Linked DNA regions of Mus musculus: all the other regions are linked to region 3. A link is a contact called in public HiChIP or PLAC-seq data. All regions are on one chromosome and are shown on one strand. Each heading gives the region's core, a stretch centred on a gene start, on an enhancer-like site or on the middle of the called end of the contact. The rest is flanking DNA. Distances are from core to core; before and after follow the strand shown.

Region 1 (4,608 bases), core at 1,231-3,730, 370 kb after region 3:
TGGGCTGTAAGTAGAGCACAGAAAGAACGGGATGACATGTGGCTTTTATCTCATTGATTTTGTAATTTCTGTGGTGTATGAAGCCAGAGCAGGCAGCAAGGAGCAGTCTACAGCCCATCTATTACCCAGCTCTTTACACTCCAGGCTTTGCAGTTTTGTGTACATTATAAACTGCCGGGTGGAAATTAGCTGGCAAGTCCAGGTTGGAACAGGCCAGACATTTTGTGTGGCTTAACATTTTTCACTGTTATATCTACGCGCTGTTCATAGTACAACAAAGTGCAAACTGACCCAAGTTATCTGAAAGCTCTTAACACGATGTAGAACTTTAGACTGTGGTTGTAACAGTTCACTCCAGCCACAAGGCACATGAGGAGAGATATATAAAGTCAGTGGGGTTCAGTCCTGAGATAAGAGATGCCCCATGGCTGGATTACAGGAGGAATCATTTTTCAAGGCAGTTTTAAAGACAATTTTACTGTGTTGAGAAAAATCTTACAGAATAGACATATTTATTATTATTATTATTATTATTATTATTATTATTATTTTAAGGGAAGGATCACTGCAGAGAATGAGCTTCTTGGAAGAGAAGTGGCTGATTTTGGAGCCAATCTAGGTGTAGCCTAGCACTTTGGAAATTCCCTTAAGGTAGAGGTTATTAACATCTAAAACATTCCCAGGAAGCCTCCTGGATGCTACAGGCTGCATGTCTTCATCCCTCAAATTGACTTGTTGAATCGTAATACTCACAGGGTAGAATATGGAGATGGGGCCTTTAGAAGACATTGAGTTATGGTAGGGACACCCCTCACTGAAAGGGATTAGTGATCCTATCAAAGGTCCCCAGAGAAGCCCCTCAGACCTTCTGAGAAATACCAAGAGCATGGCCATCTGTGAACTAAGAGCTGCTCCTTCACTAGTCCCCAACAACCCAGCTCTGAATTCTGGAATTCCATGTTCCAGATCTGTGACATTGTTGTTGAGACATTAACATTGTTGATAAGCCCTCCAGTGTATGGAGCGTTGTTACTGTCACCCAAGTGGGCTGAGGCCTCTTTGTGCAATGCTATAGGGATATGAACATATAGCCCAACACAGGCTTCACCACCATGTAATTGAACACCGTTTGCAAAATTGTTCCATGTGATCATTTACTGTTTCAGAAATTCAAGTCCTTGTTTCAGTTGTCCATGCCTTACAACTGACCAGCCTACAGTTTGGTGGCATTTTCATATGCTCACATATTCTGTGGCTCTGGCATTTGAATAGGGCTTGACACCAGTAGTTTTTGTGTTCCATAATTCCAAGTGCTTCAACTGGAGAGACACGAAGCCTGGGCGTGACAGGAATCCTCTGGCTGCCTCTTTATCCCCTTGTCAGATATAGGAGTTAAGAGGATTCCAAGGCTCAACTTAGATCAGGCTTCTGACTGGATCTCCTGGGAACAACTCACACATGTGGCTTAGGCTAGCTCCCAGGATGGCTGTCCCTCAGGGTGATTGAGCTTGTCTCTGTTGTAGTCTGTTTAGGATGGCATAAAACCATAGAAGAGATATGAGAATGGTGACAAACTTGGAGAGCAATTTTCTTTCAAACACTGAAAGTGTATTAATATGTAGACGCTTCACTTGCTGCTTGTGTGATGAGCACAAAGTCTGGATGGAAAAAAGTATGGAGGATCACTTCTTGGACTTTTGGCTAAGACCAAGTGTGAAGAAATATGGAAGAAAAAGAAGAGGTTTGGGAAATTCTCATACCAGTCATGGAAGGAGTAGCCGAGTTTAATTCAGCACCATTCTCTGCACACTGAGTGGCGCATGCGTATATTGCCATTGCATATCCCTGCACTTCCTACACAGTTCCCATTCTGAAGAGATGCCATCAAGCCTAGAGGACTTGCTCCATTCAGAAGCATTTTGTACGCTGCATCCCTCCCGATTCTTTTAAACAGAAATGAAGGACAAGCCAACTGAGCACAAGGTTATCCCTTCAATGCCACAGGGATGCTCTCAGTCAGGCTGTTCCTAAATATAATACCCCAATGGATTACTTCCCAGAGGCTTTCATAGGATGCTGGCCTCATCATGGCACACAGACTTGTCTGGGCCCAACTTCCTGAAGCAGGAAGGCCGTTCTATTTTTTGTTTCCTCTCACAGCAGCAAGGAAGCAAACACTGCTGGAGCAGGAAGTCTGAACAGGAATTTGTTGACAAAAGCAATTTTTGTAGATTTAAGGAAAAGGTGTCTTGTAAATTTCCTCTAACAGCTGGCTGACCATTTCAAGAGACACATACAGGATGTGTGACCTCTAATGCTGTGGGAACATTCAGGATGGGTAAGCACTCATACCCTAAAGCACCTTTTAGGATAGCAATATTTGTGGCCTAAGAATTGAGACAAGGGGTGGGGTCTACAGATAGAAAGAAATCTGGCACTCTGGGTTGGTTCTGGACACACTGTATTATTGAGTCACTGTGCACTCTGGCTTGGCTCTGGATATACTGGGCTGTATTGTTGAGCCAGTGTTCAGCTTTTCTAGGTTAATGTGTGCAAGTCTCTTTTTTTAAAGGAACATGAGCCCAGAGAGATGGAGATAGTGGTTAAGAGAGCTTGTTGCTCTTACAGAGAAATAAAACCACCTTTAGCTTACAACCACCTATTACTCCAGCTCCAGGCGATCCAATGCCATCCTCTGTCTGACACGAGGATAAGGCAGGTAGATGGTGCACGTGCATGCAGACACAAACCACTTGTGCACATAAAATAAAAATATGTCCTTAAGGGAAAAGAGACAAAAGGAATTTCCCAGCCCAAGTCTGCTCATGGGCAGCTTTTCCTGTTCTTCTGTCTGACTGCAGTTTTGGCTTCCTAAGGAGTTCAAAGGAACAACAGAAAAGAAAACAGACGCACAACTGAAGAGAGGAAAGGGAAGAAACAAAGCGGCCAGCTGAGCAGAAAGTGTGGGAACACAGCAACTCTGAGGCCCTAAGAGCCCAGGATAGCTCTAAAGCTGCGGGAACAGACAATCGATTTCCCCCTTCCTCCTCAGAGCAGCAATCTCCACTTACAGAGACACATGAAATAATAAGCCTCCCCCAGTCAACAGGAGCATGCATCAGGTACGTCTGACAAAGGAAGACATTGTTAGGATGTGGAGAGTGTTTCTGAAAGATGAGACAGAAGGGCTCCCAGGTAACACCAGCTGATAGCTGCCTACTCTCCTTACCACTGTCAAAGCTGGGAAATAAAGAAAACCCTTTATGACAATTGCAGCCAGAGTTGTGTAGCATCCATGCTCTCTGAGGTCACTCATGAAGCCTACACAACCTTTCAGATGGATGCCCAACTAAGGGAAATATATAAGAAACATCACAAAGAATTGATGGATGGGTTCAACTCAGAAGATGCTGTAGAGAGCGAGCCTGGGTGCTCAGTAGCAGGTTGCTTGGTTCAGGCCTGGGGAGCAGACAATCATTCCAGACCAGTGGGGCTCAAGTGAGGAGGATGGAAGAATTTCACAGGGTGCATAGTAGGGAGGCAGAAGGCAGGACCAAGGAGGCATGGCAACCATTCTCAAATGCACATACCCACTCACAGATACAAGCACATATACATATTTAAAACTAACTTTGAAAGTCTTTAGGAAAGAAAATCGTCCTATGAAAAAGCATTGCTATCTTGAATGTTTCCTGACATATAGTTGGAGCCTGCAAAACATTCTATAAACACATGCATTACCCCTCTAGAGCTCAGTAGTTATTTAGGTAAAGAATCTTCTCAAATAAATCTGTATAATAGATTTTCCCTCTAGGCATATGTATGAGTTTCTAGGGGATAGAACCCAGGGCCTTGAACATGCTCTACCACCAAGCCACACATCTAGCCCAGAGGACTAGGTATAGCTCAGGTCAGTTTTGAACTTGTGATCCTTCTGACTCTTCCTTGAGAGTAGCAACAAGTCAGGCTGTCTCTGCAGGTTTGAACACATCATTGTCACCTTACTACTTTGAAGCAAGTGACATAGTTTTATATGCATGTGTATAAATATGGAAGGTGAATAGGAATCACCATAAGGACTTGATGCTATGTGCAGTGACAGAATGTCAGGGGTAAGAATCGCTTAACTTTGAAGCTCTGTTACCATATCCAGGGTCATTCATTTTCAGATTGGCTCCCACACTCATTTCTGCGTTTTTATTCATAAGAAAAATATAGATAGTCAAGATAAGGAAATATAATTCAGCAACAAAAGAGGGAGAGAACAGACACACAAGTCAAAAGGCTTCAGTGCCTTGGGAGGGATTCTTAATAGTCTGGGTGTCTATGGGCTACCACTTTTCATTGCACAACGAGAGAGCTGGGTCAAATCAGGATAAGGACTGTACCATGTGTCTGATTTTTCTGAATAAGATTGGCGTTTTCAAAATTTGTCTTCTCCCTTCCGGACCCGTGTAATGTCTTGGCAATTCCTGTGGTTGTTTTTCAACTGAATTCAACAAAGTGCTGAAGTCTTTGGATTGATTTTGTTTCCAGACTGCCCTGTTCTCTGGGTCCTAATGATTTAAGAGCTTAAACTTCAGGGTTTAGTTTCTGGATATCATCAGG
Region 2 (4,895 bases), core at 838-3,337, 400 kb after region 3:
TATGGAAGACAGGCAGATGGCTGGACAGAAGAATGGCCAGAAGGGGTTGCAACCATGAGCCAGGCATCTTTTGAGACCAAATGCTGCTGCTTCAGTCTCAAGCACTGATCATTCACAGCTGAGAGCAACAGCCAGCCAGCCGGGTCCATCTGCTGCCAAGACTTATGAGACAGCCGGTTGTAGACATATTTGGGGGCTTTTGGGTTAGAACAGAGTGATAAGTCAGGAGACGAGTAGACAGGAATCATCTCTGTGGTGTCATGTGCCAATTCAAATTAACAACTAATGACAACAGATTGTATTTAGCAGATTTTTAATATAAATTAGGTTAATGGTGACACATCTGAAATAGTACACTGAAAAAAAATCAGTCTGTAATACCAAACTAACAGATGTTGGCATTTTTATTATTAATTATACATTTCATTATCATCTGATTATTGTCAAACATCATTTGACAGAAAAAAAGTATAAATGATTCATACATGTTTGTTGTGATGTAAAAAAGGGGCCTGTTTTATTAATGGACTTGAGTCTTCTGATACCATTTTAAAATCGCTAGGTTTAATCAATGAGCAGAATGCTGTACTGCCATACTCTGTTTAACTGTACTTGTTATGCAGTAGAACTCAGCTTCTCATCATGGCTCATCTTACCTACTTTAGTACACAGCCCACAATGACAGCATAGAGAACACGGTAGCACAAGTCTGAGAGGCTCAGCAAACACTACAAAGACAGTTCTCGGAGGTGTCCAGAGAGATACCCGAACGAATGTGATACTTTTGTCCTCGGGAAACTTAATCTTTTTTTCCTTTTCTTTTTGTCTTATTCTAGCAAAAAAGAAACTAAGAACTGGGCAGGACAAACAACCATACAATGAAATTTAAGGTATTGTTTCCACCTCTACTCATATTCTGTCGAATATGCTTATCCAGTACATACTTGGTGGATAATCTGCTTGTGTTGGCAACCCTGCCATTCTGTTCAGATAGCATCCCTGATAGGACTTGCTGAACACTGCACACTTTTTAGATATTGTAAGGATGCCCTGTGATTTGTATATTCTCTGGGGCTTTTGTAGGCACTGGCTGATTTCTGGGTTGAAGTGGGTGTCACTGATGGAGTCTACCAAAAGTGATATTCTCAGCAATGGGAACATTGAGGAAAAGGCAGCAGAAGGGTCATAGGAGTGAGAAGACCAAGGAATAAGCTTTGTATTGTGTCTTCTAGCTACAGTAGAGAAGGAAGCTATACCTGCAAAATCCCAACAACAGAGCTGCCTAAACAATACCTGAACAGTTCCAATAAGAGTTGACATCCCAACATAAATGGGGAAATCTCACGGTGGTCACTCTCCTAGATGACGAGCTATAGGAAATTAACAACTGCACAGAGAGAGGATTAATTAGCCTTATCCATGGATGAAGTCCCTGATTGGTCATCCAATATTGAGTGCTTACAGCTGTAGAAACTGAGTAGACTCACTGGTAGTGTTTATATGTTGATTCATTTCCGTGTATATGGACAGGGGCTTCTTTTATATTTTGGAGGGTGGTCAGATGTGGGAGAAATTGGAGGGAGGGAAGAAATCATATAATTACATTTTAATTAAATAAAATAAATCTCTCCTAAAAAAATGGTACAGAGGAGACCGTTTATATTAAGTCACTGCTGCTTTTATTCACTTGCTTTGAAAGAGCCTAAAAAGAAAAAATTTCTGGAAGTGTCGATTCTCAAAGGCTTATTACAGCATCACATTGGCTCACTGCCTGCTCTCTAATTCCCAGGGTGAAAGTCATTCCCATTGGAGAGCTGTAAGATGCTGGTGATGAGATCAGGGTGAAATACTCCTATGTTCCCGAACACGAGGGAGGGCTCCTGCCATGCAATGCTCTTGGGGGAAATGTTGAGTCCTGTATCTGCTAAGTGACTTACCATGGAAACATTATCCTGGCTTTGAGCCTGCTGTCAGGTCAGTAGTTGGCTCAGCCCAACACTTGTCTGTGATTCTCAACCAAAGGGGGTGGTGAGGAGGAGCAGAAAGCTGGAATAGTCAGAGTTGCATGCCTGTCAGAACTGCTCTTGAGGCAGACACTGTGTAGAGTGGAAGGAATACTATAGTATTCAACAAGAGTATGTGCACAGCCTAGGGCATACTCCAGCCAGGTGGCTGTGAGCCACTTGCCTTGGAAAGGGTGTGTCAGACCATGTTGTTGTGTTTTAGAACACAAGCTAAGTTTTTTAAGAACCAAAAATGAACTCTGAGACCCACATGCTTGTATCCCATTCACTCACTGGCATCTCTACTTAAATTTTTACCAGTGCTCAACCACCATTTAAAGAGCTCTGTGTCATCAGCTATTAGGATGGCTATATAGATCACAGCCCAGCCTGGATCTGGGTGAGGTGAGAAGAAAATAGTCAGGAACTTTTTAATAAGGAAAGACCATCTAGAAACATCCATAGGAGATTTGTTCTTGTAAAACATGGTGGTGAGGGGGTTGGAGGTCTTTTAAATATTATAGGCACCATCAGCTGGCACCTATACTGCCAGAGTGGGACAGATCCAAGAACACCAGATTCTCCTCTACAGCCCCGGGGACAGAGTGAAACCATAAGACCACAGGGTTGGCGGGGGGCTGATGGTGTAAAAGAATGGCTCTTCTATTGACCATTGAGGTTAAAGAGAGTCTCAGCTTTGACCATGAGATGTTCTTGATGTCAGCCCATGTGAAATCAGAAGAGGAAGTAGCAGTGACAACTGCCATATGGCTATGTTCAGAGTGTTGGGTGGGAGCACCAAGAGTGTCCTAGCCAAGGGGAACAGAGTCAACTTGCTGAGGAATTAGAAGTGAGAAAGCTTAAGAGATGACCATAATCCATGCTGGAAGGAGCTAGAATTCCACCAGGGGCAGAGAGGGGTGTTCTTATACCCTTATGGTTTTATTTTGATCCATATGTGATCACAGGAATATTTTAAGGGTAGAGTTAAAGTTTTAAGTCCCTTAAACCACAATGGAGTTGTCAATTTTTATTGTAATGGTCTTAATTTTTCCTTCTGTGGTTTTATTTTTACCAATATCATTTAGTGATGCTTTAATAAATTTAAAACTTTCTCACTGTCACCACAGCCCAGTTCAAGAACATCCCTGTGTCTCCTAAGCATTCAGTGGCTATTTAGTCAAACCTATTTGTCATGTGCATTAGTGTGAAGAGCAAAGCAAAATCTGAAGGATACTAGGTCCTGGTCCACACGAGGCAAGAGCTCTCACTGAGCTTTATTTCAAACCTTGAAATAGGGTCTCAGTCAGTTGCATGTGCAGGATTCAAATTTGTGATTTTTGTTTTCTTAGCCCACTGAGTAGGTGGGTCAATAGGCCCATGAACACCACACTTAGTCTAAACTTTTAACCTTTGGTCAAGATGCAATCCTTATTCACAGTGGCAACCCAGATTGACTTCCCAACTTTCACTCAACCCCTAATTTAGCTAAAACATGTCTAATACCTGTACTGTCCCTGCTGGCATGGCTGACTGGTGCCTAAGCTTAGGCACTCAACTTTGACTGTCTATTTTGATGTCATGTTGCTGAGGGTTATCCAGTTCTCTGATGATCTTCATCCCAGATGTGTTTACAATTCAACAGCTCGCTGAAGTTACAGGTTCAGTTCCAAAGCTGCAGATGTTAGTTGTCAGTCACAAGCTCTGGTCACTGGGTGCTTCTAAGTAGCAAAATATTATAATTATTTATATGTCATGTGTGGTATGGCAATTGGGTACCTTATAAACTCTTTCTGGCTTGGGAGAGGTTATCCCTTCTAGGTCCACTCAAGTCTTAGAGACTTTATAAAGCCAGATCAGGAGCATTTCTTTAAGAGGCAAACTATAATATTTCAAGACACTTCCCTACACCCTAGTCCTCAGGCCTAGGAGACATGACCTTCTTCAGATTTAGCCATTTTAGGGCCAGGGACCACACACCAGGAAATCAACACTGAGGCCAATGCTAGACTGTCAATGTACCTTCATTTTTCTTGGGGACCTGAGCAATGCTATGTCCTTGTTATTGCCCCACTCCTGCCCTTTGTTGTACCATTCTCCAGGTGTTTTTCCAAAGGGGTTCTGACAGGGACTACAAAGAAGGCAGATAGCATGGGGACACCAGGACTCAGGACTCACTAGCTGGGCTGGAAAGCTTCCTCATTTCCTTGTTGTCTACCATATTCTTCAGAGTGAGCTGCAGAAATCTCCAGCTGGGTACCACGAGGCTTTTCTAGAAATAATACGGGATTAGTCACCAGAAAGCTATAATGATAAGTTTGGCCCCAGAGCTCAGAACTGAGCTGAAGAGAGAAACAAAGCAGGGTTACAGCTGAAGACATCAGTGCCTCTTCTTGGTGACTATTAGAACACCTAGCACTAGCAAAGTTCTGGAAAATCTGATGCAGAGTCAACCTGCAGGATCCAAGAGATTATAGCGCTCTACCTTGGAATCACATGCTGCACTTTTGAAGTTGTGTTGCTGGGAGCCACCTCAACAAAGTCCGTATCTTCACCATAACCTAAGTCCCTACAAACATGGAGGAGTTGAAATCATTGATGGTTTCTCTGACTAAAGTGAGATGAAACCAGAAGCCAATAAAGGAAAGACAAGATAAAAACCTCCAAGTAATTGGAACTTAAACAACAAACCTCCAAATAATCCACACTCAAATTGTAAGTCCTCAAGGGAAAAAAATGAAGACACAGAACTGACTAAAAACAAACACACCACACTGTGTGGGATATGATGGGAATCCAGTGAGAAAAAGAAATGTCACAGAAACAAACATTCACCAAGTAAATGAAATGTCTGAAATTGATTCTCTCTTTCCCTGTCTCAAGAAACAGGAC
Region 3 (4,634 bases), core at 53-2,552:
TTCATTTGATCATCGTCAGTTGTGTCTAAACTTCACTGGTTTGACCTTAGATATTAGGAAGGCTTCCAGTCCCTTGTCACCTCATTTGTAAAACAATGTTACAAAGGGATTTTCTTGTCTCTCTATGGTTGTTTGATTCATACAACACCTAAGCATGATTGGTCAAAAGGACTTTCTAACTAAAGTCAATAAAGTATGTCCTATTTACTCTGTGGTTGCTATGGTTCCATATAATTACAAAAGGACGTGTAGATGAGCAGGTAAAGGGGCTTGCCACCAAGACTGATTGATGACTTGATTGATAACAACCCAACTCTGTGCTACTTACAGGTGCTGATTGGAGAAGTCTGGGACAGAGCCGGTGATTCTGCTGTTTAACCCAGATTGGTGTTTATGTCTCAAACTCTAGGTGGGGCAACCAAAAGCAGAGACTAGGAAAAGCTAGATACCGCTATGTTCCCGAACATATGAAAAGCTGGAAAGATCAGTGTTGGCCAAAGCACAGGAAAAGAGTCTTGGCCATAAATTAGGGGAAGGAATCACTTGTGCTGCCTGAACTCAATCAAGATGATGCTAGAGATTGCATTCATTGTGGCTAAGGAGACGAATCCCAGCACCACCTATGCCAGCCACATGTTGGGATATGGGTGCTTACCTGTGAAGCATTCCAAGTCAGGATGCTTGACAGTGCTTCTGAAACAGTGTATGAAGCTATTTAGCCAAGACGAATGATGCTTATTTGCCACTTGGAGTCCGTTTCACATGTGTACAAACATGGTAAAGCTCTGTTAACTCTTGTGTTCCTGTGTGCACATGCCTGCTTACCTGTGAAGTCAGGGTATTTTCTATTTTTCCCTGTAGGCAAACCGTATGCTTTATGTTTGTAATAATAGTAAAGCCGGTGTTTAGCTTCCATTAAGCATCAGTTAGGCTGCTGACATAGTGAGAACAATTCCTTCCTACGTGCCAATTAGCTTGCACTGGAATGACCCTGATACTGGCTTCTCATTCCATGAGGTGTCTGCAGCAAAGGACCACACTTGGATAAGGTCATCCTTATAGTCCATTGCTTCATTAAATGTCCCCTCTCTTGGTGACCGAGACACTGCTCTTCTACTCAGGGTCACAATGACCTTGTGACAAATTCCTTGCTCATGCCCATCCCACTCTCTAAAATGCCCCTTCCTTGTCTCCTTAAGTTGGAGTTACTGTTAACAACTCCTCCCGGGAAGGCTGGACTTTATCTCTGACTTCAGCTGGAGAATATGTTCCTTGTTGCCTGGAAAGAGCTGCTGGATTCTTGGCCGGGAGCCTTCCCTGCCCTAGTCTTACATTGCCAGCTGGTTTCCTCTGCTCTGCCCTCCTCTGCTTCTTCCATTCTTCCCAGGAATCAGCTGGATCCAGCTTATCTTGAGCCCTGCTCCATTTCTGCCTCTTCCTAAGCCTTCAAGCTTTCCCCAGTGCAAGCCTTGTTTAAATACCCAAGGGCAGTTAATTCTTTGCTGCCCTTTCTGTCTCTGGTTTTCATCCACTATTTTCTCTTGCCACTCAGAGCTTACATCCTGCTCTTTAAACCTTGATATCTTGGCTCCCTGTGCAGAAGTTTTGGATCATTTATGTTTTTGATACTAGAGTCTTAGATAAGAAAATGTTTATTGAAACATTGATGATAAACTAATTTCAGAAATTCCAAGGGTCAATTCAGTTCAAATGTTAATTGGGTCTTCTTCTGTTATCTCTGAGGACAAAGATAATTTTAGAAATCTGGATGAGGCTAACAGAGTTCCTTCTAAACACATTCCAGAGCTGACCACTGTCTGGAGCCTGCCTGTTTTCCTGGGTCATCCTGGTGCCATGGTAACTGTGCCCTCAGTTACAGTGCATGCTCTGAGCTGCTGAATGAGACAGGATGGAGGGGGAGAATGCTGCTCAGGACTCTTCATCCGGCCTCATTGCATCTCCCTTTTCCTCCAAGTGAGAAGAATAGTACCTTCTGAGGGAGCACATAGACTGAAGCTGAGAAATGAAGTTCATCTTAGGGAGGGCATGAGGAATCGTGTATAACGAAGTCACTGATTACCCCCTGACCCCACCCACCCTATCCTCAGGGTCCTTGGGCTTGTTCAGGACAAGGTTGTCTGGCGTTATCTTCCCCTCTTTGGCTACCTTCTTATGCTAGACTGGAGAGCAGCCCTAATCAGCCTGGTTCTCTGTTTCCTGTTCCCTGAGAAAATAAGTCCCCATCACTCCTGCAGGTAAGATAAGGCAGGGTTTCCACCCCTGGGAGGTAGCTGAGCCTCTGTATCCTATCTCACTAGCTTCTTCCAGCCAAAAGCTTAAGACCTTGCCCCATGGGGTCAGACTGATTTCAGAGCACTCTTCTTTTCTCCTACCCCACACCTATTTAAGAACTGCAAATGTAGTTACATCACTAAGGAAGGCTGTGCTTTAAATAGCTCCCTTGATTGTTAAGATCTGGCATACTTGAGCTTTAAGAAGTCCTAACTACAACCCAGGAAACTGACTGGGCAGAATTCAGCTTTCTTACCTATGTTCTTCCCTGCTGGCAGCTGTGAGATCAACAGCCGCCATGTTTGCCCTAAGGAGGCCGAGTTCGCTGGCCTTCTGCCCCTACCCTGCTGGCATAGGCTTGTCTTGTTTTTCTTCTGTCTAGGCCTTCCTCTGAGCCCCAGAGGCTGTTCCTGGAAAGCTAAATCCTCACAAATGGCACTCTATTTTCTGGGTGGTGGAAGGGCAGAAGGGCGTGATGAAAAGAAATAAAGGAACAAAGAAAAACTAAGATGTTGAGAGGAGAAATTAAGTCAAGCCGAAGGGCAGTGTGTACTCTCAATCCCTAGCACCATGAACCTTGCCACTTACTACATAAATAAATCTCTCTTTTCCTCCGAATTATTCTCCATTGCTATGGAGTTTTCTGTTATGGAATCAACTAAACATTTACCTATATTCTTGCTTGTATTTTAAACATTTTAAAAAATATTCAAGTATTATAATGGCCTGGATTTATTTTGGTTTATGATGCTGGTCTAGGGCAGCCTTAGGGACCACGGAAGATCATATGGGAGGAGTGGAGCTACACACAGAAGTGCCTGCTTCCCATGCTCATAGGTGTCTACAGAGCTGCGTAAGTGTGATCTGGGCCTCTGACGGGTCCTGCTTTGGATAATTCTCCCTGTGTGAGAGTTGATCCTTGATGCAAGAATCTTATTGACAGAACTTACTTTGAGTATTCTTGAAATGAACTGGAGACGCTGAGAAATTCTTTCTCACTCCTCACCAAAGAATAAAATAAGACAAGGAAGGGAACTAATTCACTCACTGCTTATCCAGAGCCTGAAAATTGTATGTTAGGATCTTCAGAGGAGGAAGATATTTTATGTAGTTTTTAAAAAAATTTATTCATTTTGTATATGTGAGTACACTGTCGCTGTCTTCAGACACACCAGAAGAGGGCATTGGATCCCATTACAGATGGTTGTGAGCCACCATGTGGTTGCTGGGAACTGAACTCAGGACCTCTGGAAGAGCAGACAGTGCTCTTAACCTCTGAGCCATCTCTTCAGCCCTATTTTATGTAGTTTTAAAAACAAGGAAATTACTCAGAAATTTTGGAAATTTGGAGAATGAAGAATATGCAACTCTCCCTTAAACATCATAAGCCAAAATAAATTCAGACCATTATAATATTTGAATATTAAAAGAAAAAATCTTTAAAAATAAAAAATATAATACAGGTAAATTTTTAGTTGATTCTATTCCAGAAAAACTTCTCCATGGCATTGGAGGAGAGTAAGGAGGGAAATATTGACTTGCTTATGTTGTAAGACAAGAATATGGCGTGTCTTCTGGAAATCAGTCTGGCAATCAGAACATTGGACATAGTACTACCAGAAGATCCAACAATACCTCTCCTGGGCATATACCCAGAAGATGTTCCAACTTGTAATAAGGACACATGCTCCACTAGCATGCCTTCTTTATAATAGCCAGAAGCTGGAAAGAACCCAGATGTCCCTCAACAGAGGAATGGATACAGAAAATATGGTATAGTTACACAATGGAGTACTACTCAGCAATTAAAAACAATGAATTTATGAAATTCTTAGGCAAATGGATACATCTGGAGGATATCATCCTGAGTGAGGTAACCCAATCACAAAAGAACGCACATGATATGCAGTCACTGATAAGCAGATATTAGCCCAGAAACTTAGAATATCCAAGATACAAGTTGCAAAACACATGAAACTCAAGAAGAAGGAAGACCAAAGTGTGGATACTTCGTTCCTTCTTAGAATGGAGAACAAAATACCCATGGAAGGAGTTACAGAGACAAAGGTGAGACAGAAGGAAGGACCATCCAGAGACTGTCTCACCCAGGGATCCATCCCGTATACAACCACCAAACCCAGACAGTATTGCATATGCCAGAAAGCGTTTTCTGACAGCACCCTGATATAGCTCTCTCTTGTGAGGCTATGCCAGTGCCTGGCAAACACAGAAGTGGATGCTCACAGTCATCTATTGGATGGAACACAGGGCCCCTAATGAAGGAGCTAGAAAAAGTACCCAAGGAGCTAAAGGGGTCTGCAACCCTATAGGAGAAATAACAA

The links. HiChIP or PLAC-seq counts read pairs in DNA pulled down with a chosen protein or histone mark.
Region 1: a contact with region 3 is called in an H3K27ac HiChIP or PLAC-seq map of heart atrium, with 3 times the contacts expected there. The contact joins two enhancer-like sites. A contact is called at or near these places in 1 of 15 datasets of contacts at CTCF or cohesin (large pre-B cells), 1 of 484 Hi-C or Micro-C datasets (cranial neural crest) and 1 of 115 datasets of contacts at active chromatin or transcription factors (heart atrium).
Region 2: an H3K27ac HiChIP or PLAC-seq map of heart atrium shows a contact between it and region 3, with 5 times the contacts expected there. The contact joins two enhancer-like sites. A contact is called at or near these places in 1 of 39 promoter capture datasets (hippocampal neurons), 1 of 15 datasets of contacts at CTCF or cohesin (pro-B cells), 3 of 484 Hi-C or Micro-C datasets (the C2C12 cell line, cerebral cortex and neural progenitor cells) and 2 of 115 datasets of contacts at active chromatin or transcription factors (fibro-adipogenic progenitors and heart atrium).

The regions. Positions count from the first base shown.
Region 1 is chr2:124,552,788-124,557,395 of GRCm38.p6, reverse strand. It overlaps a transcript of Sema6d not described here. Among named protein-coding and RNA genes, the nearest start is that of Sema6d, 98 kb to the left of the region's middle. Within about 2 kb of position 2,480, at least 19 of the 459 cell types and tissues checked have an H3K27ac peak or open chromatin away from gene starts, as enhancers often do. A contact at or near this core is called in heart atrium, where this site is marked.
Region 2 is chr2:124,519,598-124,524,492 of GRCm38.p6, reverse strand. It overlaps a transcript of Sema6d not described here. Among named protein-coding and RNA genes, the nearest start is that of Sema6d, 130 kb to the left of the region's middle. Within about 2 kb of position 2,087, at least 13 of the 459 cell types and tissues checked have an H3K27ac peak or open chromatin away from gene starts, as enhancers often do. A contact at or near this core is called in heart atrium, where this site is marked.
Region 3 is chr2:124,917,184-124,921,817 of GRCm38.p6, reverse strand. No RefSeq gene overlaps it. Among named protein-coding and RNA genes, the nearest start is that of Gm39920, 130 kb to the right of the region's middle. Within about 2 kb of position 1,302, at least 37 of the 459 cell types and tissues checked have an H3K27ac peak or open chromatin away from gene starts, as enhancers often do. A contact at or near this core is called in heart atrium, where this site is marked.